Linked DNA regions of Mus musculus: region 2 is linked to region 1. A link is a contact called in public HiChIP or PLAC-seq data. All regions are on one chromosome and are shown on one strand. The core of a region is the stretch at or near the end of the contact, and the rest is flanking DNA. Distances in the headings are between cores, read along the strand shown. Region 1 has its middle 20 kb from the start of Serpine1. Region 2 overlaps Agfg2 (ArfGAP with FG repeats 2).

Region 1 (6,474 bases), core at 1,493-3,992:
AGTGAGGGGTTAGGGGTGTGGCTCAGTGGTAGAGCCTCTGCCTAGAATCCCCCAGTGAGGGGTTAGGGGTGTGGCTCAGTGGTAGAGCATTTGCCTAACATTAATGAGGTCCAGTTTACAAATGCAGGCTGAAGGACTGATACCCAGAGTGAGTAAACTTGTGTCTAAAAGTCTGCAATGGTGTTTGGTCGTTTTGTCAGTGTGGCCATTTTCCTCTATGCAAAATCCACTAATTTTTAAGATTTGGTGGTCACCTTCCCCACATTTTGACACCAACCATGTGGGCCAGTGCTTTGGCCAGATCCTGCTTCATACCCATCATTTCTTCATCACAGTGCTCAGAGTGGGCGTGGTTCACTGCCCATTCCATGTATAAAGAAATGGATGCACAGAGGGATTGGTATCTTGCTGTGACCAAACCTCTTTGAAGAAGCCAGAATATTGAAGGTTCCTCAGAATTACTGGAAGTTGGGGATTGTGAAGAGGTGATGTCACAGTTATTTGGGGGGCATTCATAGCTCTTCCTTCTTTCTTTTGTTTCTTTTGAGACAGGGTTTCTCTGTGTAGCCCTAGCTATCCTTGAACTCACTCTGTTGACCAGGCTGGCCTCAAACTCAGAGATCCACATACCTCTGCCTCCTGCGTGCTGGGATCAAAGGTGTGCACCACCACCGCATGACTTTATAGCTATTTCTTGACAACCTCTTCATCTGACTTAACATCTCTGTGACTAGTAGGTAAAATGTTCAAACTCAGCTCCTCGAGCTTGTACAAGAAGTGATCTTACCCACTGAGCCAGCTTTCCAGCTGCCACCTTCTCCTCCTCCTCCTCCTCCTCCTCCTCCTCCTCCTCCTCCTCCTCCTCCTCCTCCTCTTTCTTCTCCTCCTCCTCCTCCTCTGCCTCCTCTGCCTCCTCCCCTTTCTGCTTGAGATAGGGTCTCTAATTAAACAACTGAACCTGGAACTCACTGATTTTGCCAGATTGACTGGCCAGTATGCTTCTGGGACCTACCTGTCTGTCTGCCCAGGGGTGGGATTTCAGGTGTGTGTTACCATGCCTGGTTTTCAGGTGGGTGCAGAGGATTGAATCCCAGTCCTCCAGTTTGCATAGCAAGTGAGCACTTTACAACAGACTGAGCCATCTCTCTAGGGCCTTTTCCAGGAGCTTTAGAAATATCTGGAGAAAAATCTGATGATTCTCATCAGAATTCTAGGACATGGGTGTTTAGGGTTTGACTTTGTTTTATAGCTGACTAGGAGCATCTGGGATGGAGGTGACGGCAGCTGGTGTGGTATTTCAAGTCCTTGCTGCCCCGAGGCAGAGGCTGAAGACAGAGGCCTCTGTCACACTGGTAGCTCCAGGGCTGGATTCAGTATAGACCTCAGGGACCGGAAAGAATTCAGTCAATTTCCTAGGAAGGTCATAGCTGGAGACGCACTGAGAGAGGTATGGCTGGACTAAAATAGGTCATTAAAATGATTTCATCTGGAAAGTGTTCCTTTGTCCTGGGTGGGACCCAGAGAGACTCTGAGTCTATGGAGGGAAAGAATAAACATTTAGATGTTTTGGTCTTATGTTTTAAAACTGTTAATCTTTTTCTTTTTAACATTTATTTGTTTATGTTTGTGTTCGGCACATGTGTGTACAAAAGTGTAAGCTCAGAAGGCTGATACTGGGTGTTTCCTTTATCATTCAACACCTTACTTGGTATATTTAAATGGTTTTAAAAATCACATTTTATGAACTGGGGAATGGTGGCACACACTTTTAATCCCAGCACTGGGAAGGCAGAGGCAGGCAGATCTCTGTGAATTCAAGGCTAGCCTGGTCTACAGAGTGAGTTCCAGGACAGGCAAGGCTACACAGAGAAACCCTGTCTTGAAAAAGAAAAAAAAAACTTTACATTTTATTCAGTGTGTGTGTGTGTGTGTGTGTGTGTGTGTGCGCGTGAGTGCATGTGTGTCCACGTGTATGTGTTAAGGCTGGAGGCTGATACCAGGAGTCATCATTTCTCAATCTTCAGTTTATATTTTGAGGCACGGTCTCTTACTTGAGCTCTGAGCTTGCAGATGCCACTAATCTAGCTAGCCAGTTCACTGCAGAGATTAGACATCCTCGTCTCCAGAACTCTGGGATTACAGCCAAGCCCCCACAAGCACTTGGCACTTGAGGATGGGGCTGGGGAGCCGGCCTCTAGCCCTCAGGTTTGTGTGACAAACGTTTCTCTGCCTGGTGCCTCTCCACAATCATCTTCGACACAGGATCTCTGAGCTCTCCCTGAACCTGGCGCTCCCTGACTTAGCTCTGCCGGCTAAGAAGCCCCAGAAACCTCTTGTCTCAGAGCTGGCGTGCTGGGCTTGTATATACTTCTGTGCATGGCTTTTATGTCGGTGCTGGGATTTGAACTCAGGCCCTCATGCATGTTATCCCTGTTCACCCTACTCCTTATGCCTGCTGGCTCCCAAACAAGCATTTAAAAACAGAAGCGTCTAGAGAAGTCTATGACAGTTATGTCTTCCAAGAGGGAACTCAGCAAGGGGATATTGAGATTGGGTTAGGCAAGAAAGACTCCACAGACTTGACCTCTGTGTAGGAAGAATATGGAGCATGGAGGGTAGAGATGGAGGAGGGGGGCTTGAACATGGGAGAGCCCTGATGGAGGCTGGCACACAGGGGAGCCTGGCAGAGCCTCTCTGGTCCCTGCCTGTCACTCGCCTGCCCCAACCTGCTGTATGAGTCAGCGCCAGTTCCAGGTGCTTCCTCCTGCTCTTCCAGGACAGCCGATGAGGGCCCTGTTATTCACAGCCTAAACCTCGACTCCCAGGGTGCAGCCTGGCCTGCCAGCTCACTGTGCCCTTGTATCTGGCCCCAGATCCAGACAGCCCCGGGTGTGCCCAGGTCAGCTGCAGCTCAGCTCCTGCAGGCAGAACCCTCAGCCTGCAACAGCTAATGTCCTGAAAGGAACTGGCTGTCTCAGGAAGTGCGAGGCCCAGCTCCTTCAGAGGGATCCCCAGTGGACTGGAGAAACCAGCCGAAGCAGGCTTCGGGGTTCAGAAAACATGGGCTTTTCCTTCTCAGTCTGAACCCTGCTGTAAAAAAAATGTTTAAGATTTATTCATTATTAAGTGTATGTGCCGTGTACAAAATGATACATTTCAAGGCAGGGTCTCCCTTGTGTTGAAGAATGGCCTTGAACTCACAATCCTCCTGCCTCAGCTTCCCAAGTGCAGATACCACATGTATTTGTTTATTGCTGTTGTTTTAAATTTTAATTTAATTTAATTTTTAGGTGTGTAGATGTTCTATGTGTGTGCCATGCCTACAGAAGAGGACACCGGATCCCCTGGGCCTACAGTTACAGGCAGTTGTAAGCTTCCACGTGGATGTTGCGACTCAAATGCAGGTCCCCTGGAAGAGCAGCCAAGCCCTTGATCTCTGAGATACCCCTCCTGTTCCTGGTGTTGTTGCTTTTGAGATAGAGCCTTAGAATTCAGAACGGCCTTTAGTTCATTACGCCTCAGAGGATGGCCTTGACCTCATCCCTCCCAGCGCTGAGGTCTCAGACTTACACCAACACATCCAGTTTATGCAGGATGGGGGATGCAGTCCAGGGGTTCAGGCATGCTAGGCGAACACTCCACCCGCTAAGCACAGTCCCAGCTGTGCCCCTGACTTAGTGGAACACATGCACAGTCCCAGCTGTGCCCCTGACTTAGTGGAACACGTGCATGTGTGCGTGCATGTGAGTGTGCATGCGTGTGTGTGTGTGTGTGTGTGTGTGTGTGTGTGTGTGTGTGTGTGTGTGACTTCTTCACATATGTGTATCATGTGCTTTGGTCAGTCATGCTCTATTACTCTCTTGTTCCCCCCACACTGAACCCCCTTTTTTCTCAAGCAGCTCTGCTTCTATTGTCTGATTTTAAAGGTATCTGAATTCCACATCTGTGAGAAATCACAGAACTTCTGTCTTCTCGAGTCTGGCTTACTTCACTTCGTGACCTCCAGTCCCACCCATATTTCTGAAAATGATATAATTTTGCTGTATTGCTTGCCTTTTCTATAATTTATTTATTTGTATTTTATGTGCATTGGTGTTTTGCCTGCATGGCTGTGAGAGGGTATCAGATCCCTTGGAACTGGAGTTACATGTGTGACAGTTGTGAGCTGCCACTCAGGGACTGAGAATTGAACCTGGGTTCATCTGGAAGAGCAGCCAGTGCTCTTAACCACTGAGCCACCTCTCTTGCCCCTATTGTTTATCTTTTTAAGACACGGTCTTGCTATGTAGCACAGTCTGGCCTTGAACTCATGATCCTCCTGCCTTGTCTCCCAAAAGCTGGGATGACAGGACTGTATCATTCCACCCAACTTAGTTTTCTTTCTTAGATACCTTTTTAATGTATAGCTATTGTATGTATTGTGGGGGAGCATGCCTGCGGAGGTCAGAGTATAACTTTTGGGAATTGGTTCTTTCCTTTCACCGTGTCTGTCCCAGGGATTGAACTTGGGTCATAAGGCTTGGCAGCAAGCACCTTTACTCACTGGACCATTTCCCTGGCCCTCTTTATGTCTTTATAAAACTCCACTGTGAAGATGGAAGGGGTCCCATTGTAGACTAGCACACACAGACACCACTGTGTAGATGTAAGGAGTCCCACTGTAGACTAGCACACGCAGCCACCACTGTGTAGATGGAAGGGTCCCACTGTAGACTAGCACACACAGACACTACCCTGCTTCTCTTATCTCCAAACTTAAATTACTGGAGCTGATCTCAAAGGACTTTAGTTCCCAGCTGTTATTTCGTCAGGAAATGGCGTGCCAACATTTGTTTTGCTCTTGTCTGGTGTTAGAAGTGGCTCACAGACTCAGGGAAATGAGTGTGGAGATGGGCAGCAGGGCTTGAGAGGGCGCGGATGGGATGGAAGGTTCTGGAAACTCCCAGTTACTCTTTCTGAGAATCCCAGGGGGCTTGCAGGTGAGAGGTCATGTTGTGTCTGGAACGGCTGACTGCTTTTCCGGACTGATTCAGGGGCCTCGCAGCAGGTGGAAGGCGGTAGGGTTTGGCTGGACAAAGCTTTCCTATCCTGGAGAGACAGTTAGGCCCAGTATCTGTTCTGTGCAGACAGGACTGTGTGTGCGGTGTGTGTGTGTGTGTGTGTGTGTGTGATGATCAGCTACTGGTGCTATGGTTTTTTGTTTTGTTTTGTTTTTGTTTTTATGAGACAGGATCTGACTCCATACCCCAGGCTGGGCCTATAGCTCATGATCTCTTGCCTCAGCCTCCTGAGTGCTGAGACTACAACTGTAGATGTGTGCCGTGTTAATTACAGAGTATCCCTTAAATGTGATGAGTTTCTTTTAAAATAAATAATATTGTGGTGGTGATGCAATACTGGCGATTAAACATAAGGCCTCCTGAATGCTACAAAAGCACCCAGATCATTGTATGTATGAGCGTGGACATGTGTGTGCCTTGCATGCATGTGGAGACCAGAGAGCAACTTCAGGGAGTCAGTTCTCTCCTTCCACTGTGGGTCCCAAGAATGGAACTCAGGTCACCAGGTTTGCAGGGCAAGTACTTTAAAATCTGCTAAGCTCTCTTGCCAGCTCCCTGGATTGACATTCTTATTATCATTTACATGTCTCTGAAATCTCATGATATGTCTAACCGTGTTCATTTTCCAACTGTAGCACAGATTTTTCAGAGATGGTGGTGGACACCTTTAAATCCCAGCACTTGGAGGCAGAGGCAGGTGGATCTGAGTTCGAGGTCAGTCTGGTCTACAGAGTGAGTTCTTGTACAGCCAGAGCTACACAGGGAAACCCTGTCTCAAAAAAACCAAACAAACTAAAAACAAAAACAGAAGAAGAGGGGAAGAAGAGGAGGAGGTGGAAAAAGGCGGACGGGGAAAAGGAGGAGGAGGAGAGGAGGAGAGGAAGAGGGAGAGGGAACGTAAGGGGTAGGGAGATGAAGAAGAAGAAGGAGAAGGAGAAGGAGAAGGAGAAGAAGAAAGAAGAAGAAGAAGAAGAAGAAGAAGAAGAAGAAGAAGAAGAAGAAGAAGAAGAAGAAGAAGAAGAAGAAGAAGAAGAAGAAAAGAAAGTTGTTGTTGAAGTTGTTCAGAACTCAACCATTCCATGCTCCATACAGAGGTCACACCACCATGAATAGTGAGGTGAGTAGTGAGCTGGAATTCAGACCAGCTCTGCACTCCATGCCATCCCTCCAAGGAGAAGAGGGCAATATTAATTAACACATCACATCACTGACAAAACGCCAGGCCAGAGCAACTTAGGGGAATGAAAGTTTCATAGACCCACAGCTGCAGAGAGATCTCTGTCCATCATGGTAGGGGAGGCGGGGCAGCAGGAGCCCGAGGCCAGCCAATCACATCTCGTCTGACTACAGGAAGCAGAGAACGAAGGGACAGGAAGTGGGCCTGGGTTATAAAACCACAAACCCCACCCCGAGT
Region 2 (6,369 bases), core at 171-2,670, 580 kb after region 1:
CAAGTTTGGAAGAATTGGCCGTGACCATGCCAGCATAAGTGATGGCAGAGCGTGGAGACAGGGCAGATGCCAAGCCACAGAGTGAACAGTGAAGGCTGGCTTCTTCTGGGTGATAAATTGCTCATTTAAGGGGCTTTAGAGAGGGCTGGGACACAGGAGGCTACAGACGAGGTCATTTTCCAGCCACTCTGCCACTAGACTTTTGAGTAAAGACTCTCCAGATGCCCTTATAAAATGACAAGCAGTATCCAAGAGGGTGACATCTAAGGAAAGATGAGAGGGAAGCAGACAGCAGAACTTGGGTCCTGTAGCAAACAATAGCTCTTAAATAGGATCTCTCCTGGAGTCTGCTGGGATCAGGTTTCCCAGGCAGTCTTTCTCTGAGCGCTTGCTCACTAATGACTTGATTTAGTTTGGTTTTTAGTCTGAGGCAGCCCGCTTCCGTCTCGGATTTTTGAGACAGGGTCCAGGTTGGCCTCGAACTTGCTTTGTGGTTGAGGATGGCCTTGATCCCCCAATCCCACTGTCTCTCCACTTCCCAAGTGTTGGAGACCACCATGTGCCTTGCTATACAGTGCTAGGGGCATCATGTACAGGGCATGAGCACTCTACCAGATGAGCTATAGCCCAGCCACTCTAGTAGCTGAGGAATGACTCTCAAAATTGACCTCTGGTCTCCACATGCATACGCGCGCGCATACACACACACACACACACACACACACACACACACAGACACACACACACACACACACACACACAGACACAGACACAGACACACACACACACACACACACACAAACACACATACACACCGGGTGGGGACTCAGGAAGCCAAGTGTATTCACTGCAATAGATGCCATCCAGTTGGACACTTGATGGATTAGGGAGAATGATTCAGGATGTTAGCAGTGGGAAAGGAAGAGAACTGGTCATGGGAACAGTGAAATTTATTATGTTTACATTAGAAAAGCAGATTCTAAACCCATCATAAGAAGGTCGCTGACATTTCCTGAAAAGGACAACCAGGAACTGTTAGCAGTTGTAAACACAGAGGCGCTTCCTTGTGAGGGGGACAGGGAGGGGAAGGAGAGGGAGGGGAAACTCAGGCAGGAATCAATCAAAAGCAGACTGCATAGAGCAGCAGACTCACCGTCTGCCCGAGTGTGGACAGGAGGGGTGTTTTAGGAGGGGCGTTTTGGGAGGGGAAGATGAAGGAAGGCTGGGAAGCAATTGGAAAACACAGGGCCTGAATGTATCTGAAGGGAACAGGATGTCTCTGCAGTACAGGACAGAGAGCACCGCTCTGACCTTGGTGTCTGGGGACTCGATTATGAATAACCACAGTCAGTCTGGGGGGCAGGGAGAACACTCCAGAAGGAGGCTGCAGCCCAGGGAAGAGGGCCTATGAGTCAGACGATGTCTCTCTGAATCATACGGAGGCTACTGCTGGCTAGGAACACAGATGTAGAAACCCTTTCCTGCCAGCAGTGGCCTAGGTGTTTTGCATTTAGTTGGGTCCAGTCCAGGGTCATGTGAGTTTCAGGGTCATGTGATGGGCCAGATGTGACTCACTGGCCTGGAATGAAACAGACCCAACCCTCTGGCTAGCATCCAGTGTCCCCAACAAAACTCAGGTCTTTCCCCACAACACCCCCAAATGAGAAGGAGCTACTACTCTTGTGTGATGGCACACCCATGCCAGACAAACTCAGAATTAAATTTACTTGCCCAGCCTGAATAGGGCAATCATTTTAAATTAACTTAAATTAGTTTATTTGCGTGTGTGTGTGTGTGTGTGTGTGTGTGTGTGTGTGTGTACATGCAAGCCTGTGGGGAGGCTGGGGAAAGACATTAGAGTCCGGGTCTATCACTTGATGCCTTATTCCCAAGGCTGAACTTGGAGCGAGGCTGGCAGCCAGAAAAATCCCAGCAATCCCCCTGCCTCCATCTCCCACACTGCTACTGTTACATGTACATGCCTAGCTTTTCACATGGGTGTTGGGGATCCGAGCTCAGAGCTCTTACCCACTGAGCATCTCTGAATCCCCCGGAGGAAGCAATAGAAAGCAAACTGACTACTATGGCTTGAGCTTTAAGTCAGTGTTATTACCTACATTCACTCCTTTCCCTTCCTACTTCTTTCTGAAGTATGGTAGCCTAGGCTAGACCTTGAGCTTGCTCTATTGCAGAGGACGATGCTGGAATCTTCTGCCTCCACCTCCCCAATGCTGGGTTATACTGGTGTACCCTTGGTAGCCCATACCCAATTTATGACCTCATGACCAACCTCTGGGCTTCCTGCATGCTAGCAAGCATCCTACCAACCCAGCTTCATCCCCAGCCCCTCCTCTCCCTCTCGGTCTCTTTTGAAAACCAGGCTCCTAATAGCATCCAAAAGACTCTGCTCTGCAAAGGCAACTTCTTGCGTGTACAGACAACCAGTCTCCCAGGCCTCTTGCTGTCCCTCTCCCCTCCCCTTTGATTTTATTAAACACTAAACACACAAGTATCTCCACCCTACCACACCTTGCCACTGTCAAGCTGGCCTATATTTTTGCTTCTATCTCGATCCATGGAAGCATCAAACCCGCTGAGAGGCTGAGATAAGAAGGTTCTGTCAGGTCAACAGTGGAAAAAAACCAGTTCCACCCAGCAGCTAACTCCTCACATCAGTGCCAATTTCAAACTCGGGAAGTCCTTTCCTCTGAACGCCTGTGTTCGGATTCATACAACCTGGATTTGGGTCTCTTTCCTGCTAGAAGCTCCACTCTGCTCCTTGTAATCAAAGGATAGCCAAACCCGTTCAGTTCTTTTCTAACAAACAAATAAATAAGCCTTTTTCATCAATCTAGGTAGCGTGTGCCCTAGCACACGTGTGGAGGTCAGAGGGCAGCAGGTAGGAGTCCCTTCTCTCTCCCCACAAGTGTCCTGAGACTTGAACTCAGGTGGACAGGCTCAGGAGCAGGCTCCATCAGCCACTGAGTTCATTTCTTTGACTAATAACAAGAAGTCCCTGCTAGGGGTCTCAACAGTCCCGACCCTGCTCAACGACCAATTTCACTAATTTCAAAAATTGACATAAATTCTTCTTCAATCCACTTCACTCCTTGTTCAACTGTGAAGATAAACAACACTCCCATTGTGCAGAGCTGGGCACGCATCTGACAGCCCTGCTGGCTCCTCTCCCTCAAGCCTTTTGCACATTTCCCCTCCTTGTTTCTGTTTGTCACCTGTTTCTTTTTCCCACCTCCTAAGTGCCAGGATCACAGGGGTGTGCCACCATCCCCAGCTCCTTTTTCTTTGTTCTGTTTTTAAAACTATCTATCTATCCATCCATCCATCCATCCATCCATCCATCCATTCATCCATCTATTATTTATTTATTTATTTGATAACAAGCACCTTTGTGCACTGGCCCACCTCACAGGCTCCCTTATTATCTATGTATTCCTGGTGTGTGGGGAGGGACACATGTGCCCCAGAGTGCTTGTGGAGGTCCAGAGGACAACTTTAGGGAGTCTCCTTCCTCCTTAGAGAGACTAGGGATTAAACTCAGGTTCTCAGGCTTGGTGGTAGGACTCCATGAGCCAGCTTACTAGCCTTTCATTTGCTTTCTTGAGATTGGAGCTAGGTAGCCCAAGCTAGCGTTCAGCTTGCAAGTCATTCCTGTGAGGGTTTCAGACCTAGGCCACCATGCCTGGCTTCCTTTTACCTTCTTCTGCATCCCGTATTTATTTATTTCATTTTTTTATTTTACGTATGTGAGTACACTGTAGCTATCTTCAGATGCACCAGAAGAAGGCATCGGATCCCATTACAGATGGTTGTGAGCCACCAAGTGGTTGCTGGGAATTAAACTTGGGACCCCTGGAAGAGCAGTCATTGCTTTTAATCACTAAGCCATCTCTCCAGTTGTTCATGGACCTCTAATATAACAAATAAGTAAATCGGGGGTAAAGTGATTGATTAATTAGCACGAGGACCTGAGTTTGATGTCCAGAACAAAAGCCAGGCCACCAAGCATGATGGCACACACGCCTTTCATCCCAGTGCTCAGGAGGCGGAGGCAGGCAGATCTCTTGAGTTGGAGGCCAGCCTAGTCTACCAGAGTGAGTTCCAGAACAGCCAGGGCTATGCAGAGAGACAGTGTCTCAAAACAAAACAAAACAGCCACCAGCTGGAGAATGCCTGAGGAACAACATCAGCACACAGACGCACCCCCACGCACACCCATACACATAAGGCTAAATCAATAAGTCAATGAAACTGTGCCATTTACCTCTGCCCAGTAAAGGTGCCCATGAGAGATGAGGGAGGAGAGGAGGGAACACAGAGAAATAAACAGGGCAAGGTACAAATGCAGTTTCCACTTCAAACAGATGGAAAAGTACTGAATCAGCGGACGGACAGACAGCCGGTTACACCTTCCTTCAGTCTGCCAAGAGACGGATCTTCATCAAGAACCACTTCTGGCAGGCCGGGTAGGGAAACTGAGGCACGTGTAATTCAGGGGCTGGTTTCAAAGGAACACATCTCTGTAGACACCTCCCTGGAGGACTGCCCGAGTGAAGTCTGACTGCCATGGTCAGAGTAAAGCTAGGCAGGAGTCAAAGGTGGCCATCCCTGAGATCCAAAGCAGTAAAGGGGGACCTGACAGCCGGGGCACAGAAGCACGGCTTGCTTTGGTGGACAAAAAAGATACGTAGCATTTCTCCTTCCACACAGTGGTTGACCCATGGGGACTCTGAAGAAAGCGTGAATACGAAGGATCATCTAAGGAGTCAGGGGAAAGGCTCAGCAAACACAAGGACCAGAGTTCGATCCCCGAAGCCACATGAGGAGAGCTGGATGTGGTGGCTTGCCACTGTAGTCTCAACCCCAGGGAGACGGAAACAGTGGACTCCCGGTTACATGCTCCACACGCAGCCTAGCTTCATCAGGAGGTTCCCAGCCACTGGAGAGACCCTGTCCCCCAAAACCAAGGTGGGTGGCACCTGACACACCAGGTTATCCCTTAGGCCCCACATGTTTGTGTGCACACACATACACACAAACACAAACCATTATAAAAGGCAATAGAAGGACTGGAGAGATGGCTCAGGGGTTAAGAGCACTCAACTGACTGCTCTTCCAGAGGTCCTGAGTTCAATTCCCAGCAGCCACATGGTGGCTCACATGTATCTGTAATGGGATCTGATGCCCTCTTCTGATGTGTCTAAAGATAGCAACAGTGTACTCACATACATTAGAGAAAGAAAGAAAGAAAGAAAGAGAGAGAGAGAGAGAGAGAGAGAGAGAGAGAGAAAGAAAGAAAGAAAGAAAGAAAGAAAGAAAGAAAGGAAGGAAGGAAGGAAGAAAGGAAGAAAGAAAGATGTTTTTAAAAAAACGACGGCCGGGCGTGGTGGCGCACACCTTTAATCCCAGCACTCGGGAGGCAGAGGCAGGTGGATTTCTGAGTTCGAGGCCAGCTTGGTCTACAAAGTGAGTGCCAGGACAGCCAGGGCTACACACAGAGAAACCCTGTCTCGAAAAACCAAAAAATAAAAAAATAAAAAAAATAAAAAAATAAAAAAACGAAAGAAAGAAAGAAAGAAAGAAAGAAAGAAAGAAAGAAAGAAAGAAAGAAAGAAAGAAAGAGGAAGAGGAAGAGGAAGAGGAAGGGAAGGGAAGGGAAGGGAAGGGAAGAAAAAGCAGATATTTAGAGGCTGCCCTTGAACTCTACCCCCTCCCTGCCTAAGCCTCAGGAATTCTGGTTTACACATGCATGCCACCATACCAGCTCGATAGGTGCTTTTTAGTAACAATTTTTACCTCACTTTAAGCATCAGAAGGTAGGGATATCATCCTGTAGGGGAGTTAGAATTATACACATACATACATAGGGAGTTGGAGGCCAGCCTGGGCTATATGAAACCACTGCCAGGCCAGTAAACCCAACATTTGTGAGGTAGAAAGCCAGCCTTGGTTATATAGAGGGGGCTGAGGTTAGCCTGGGCTACATAAGACCCTGTCTCAAAACCAATACAAGGGCTTGTGAGATGGCTTGGCAGGTGAAGGTAAAGGTGCTGACTGCCAAGCCTGACAGCCTGAGGTAGATCCTCTGGATCCAGCACCTACAAGCTGCCCTCTGACCTCCGCACACACCTGCACTCACACAAATAAATAAATACAGACATTGAAAGTTATATGTGTATGTTGGGAACATCGAAAGCACTTAAATCCTGATTAAAGGAATTAGGTAGTAGCAGGCTGGGGCTGTAGCTCACTGGTAGAGAGAGGGGCTTGCCTCACATGTATGAAGCTCGGGTCTCAATCCCTAATACTGCCAGAGAAAGAAAGAAAGAAGTTAGGTATCCGAGGAAAACA

Evidence for each region. HiChIP or PLAC-seq counts read pairs in DNA pulled down with a chosen protein or histone mark.
Region 2: a FOXA1 HiChIP or PLAC-seq map of pancreatic cancer cells shows a contact between it and region 1. The contact joins two enhancer-like sites.

Annotation. Positions count from the first base shown.
Region 1 is chr5:137,088,944-137,095,417 of GRCm38.p6, forward strand. No RefSeq gene overlaps it. Among named protein-coding and RNA genes, the nearest start is that of Serpine1, 20 kb to the left of the region's middle. Within about 2 kb of position 2,743, at least 28 of the 459 cell types and tissues checked have an H3K27ac peak or open chromatin away from gene starts, as enhancers often do. A contact at or near this core is called in pancreatic cancer cells, where this site is marked.
Region 2 is chr5:137,670,626-137,676,994 of GRCm38.p6, forward strand. All of the region lies in intron 1 of Agfg2 (ArfGAP with FG repeats 2), which reads right to left. Among named protein-coding and RNA genes, the nearest start is that of Agfg2, 11 kb to the right of the region's middle. Within about 2 kb of position 1,421, at least 213 of the 459 cell types and tissues checked have an H3K27ac peak or open chromatin away from gene starts, as enhancers often do. A contact at or near this core is called in pancreatic cancer cells, where this site is marked.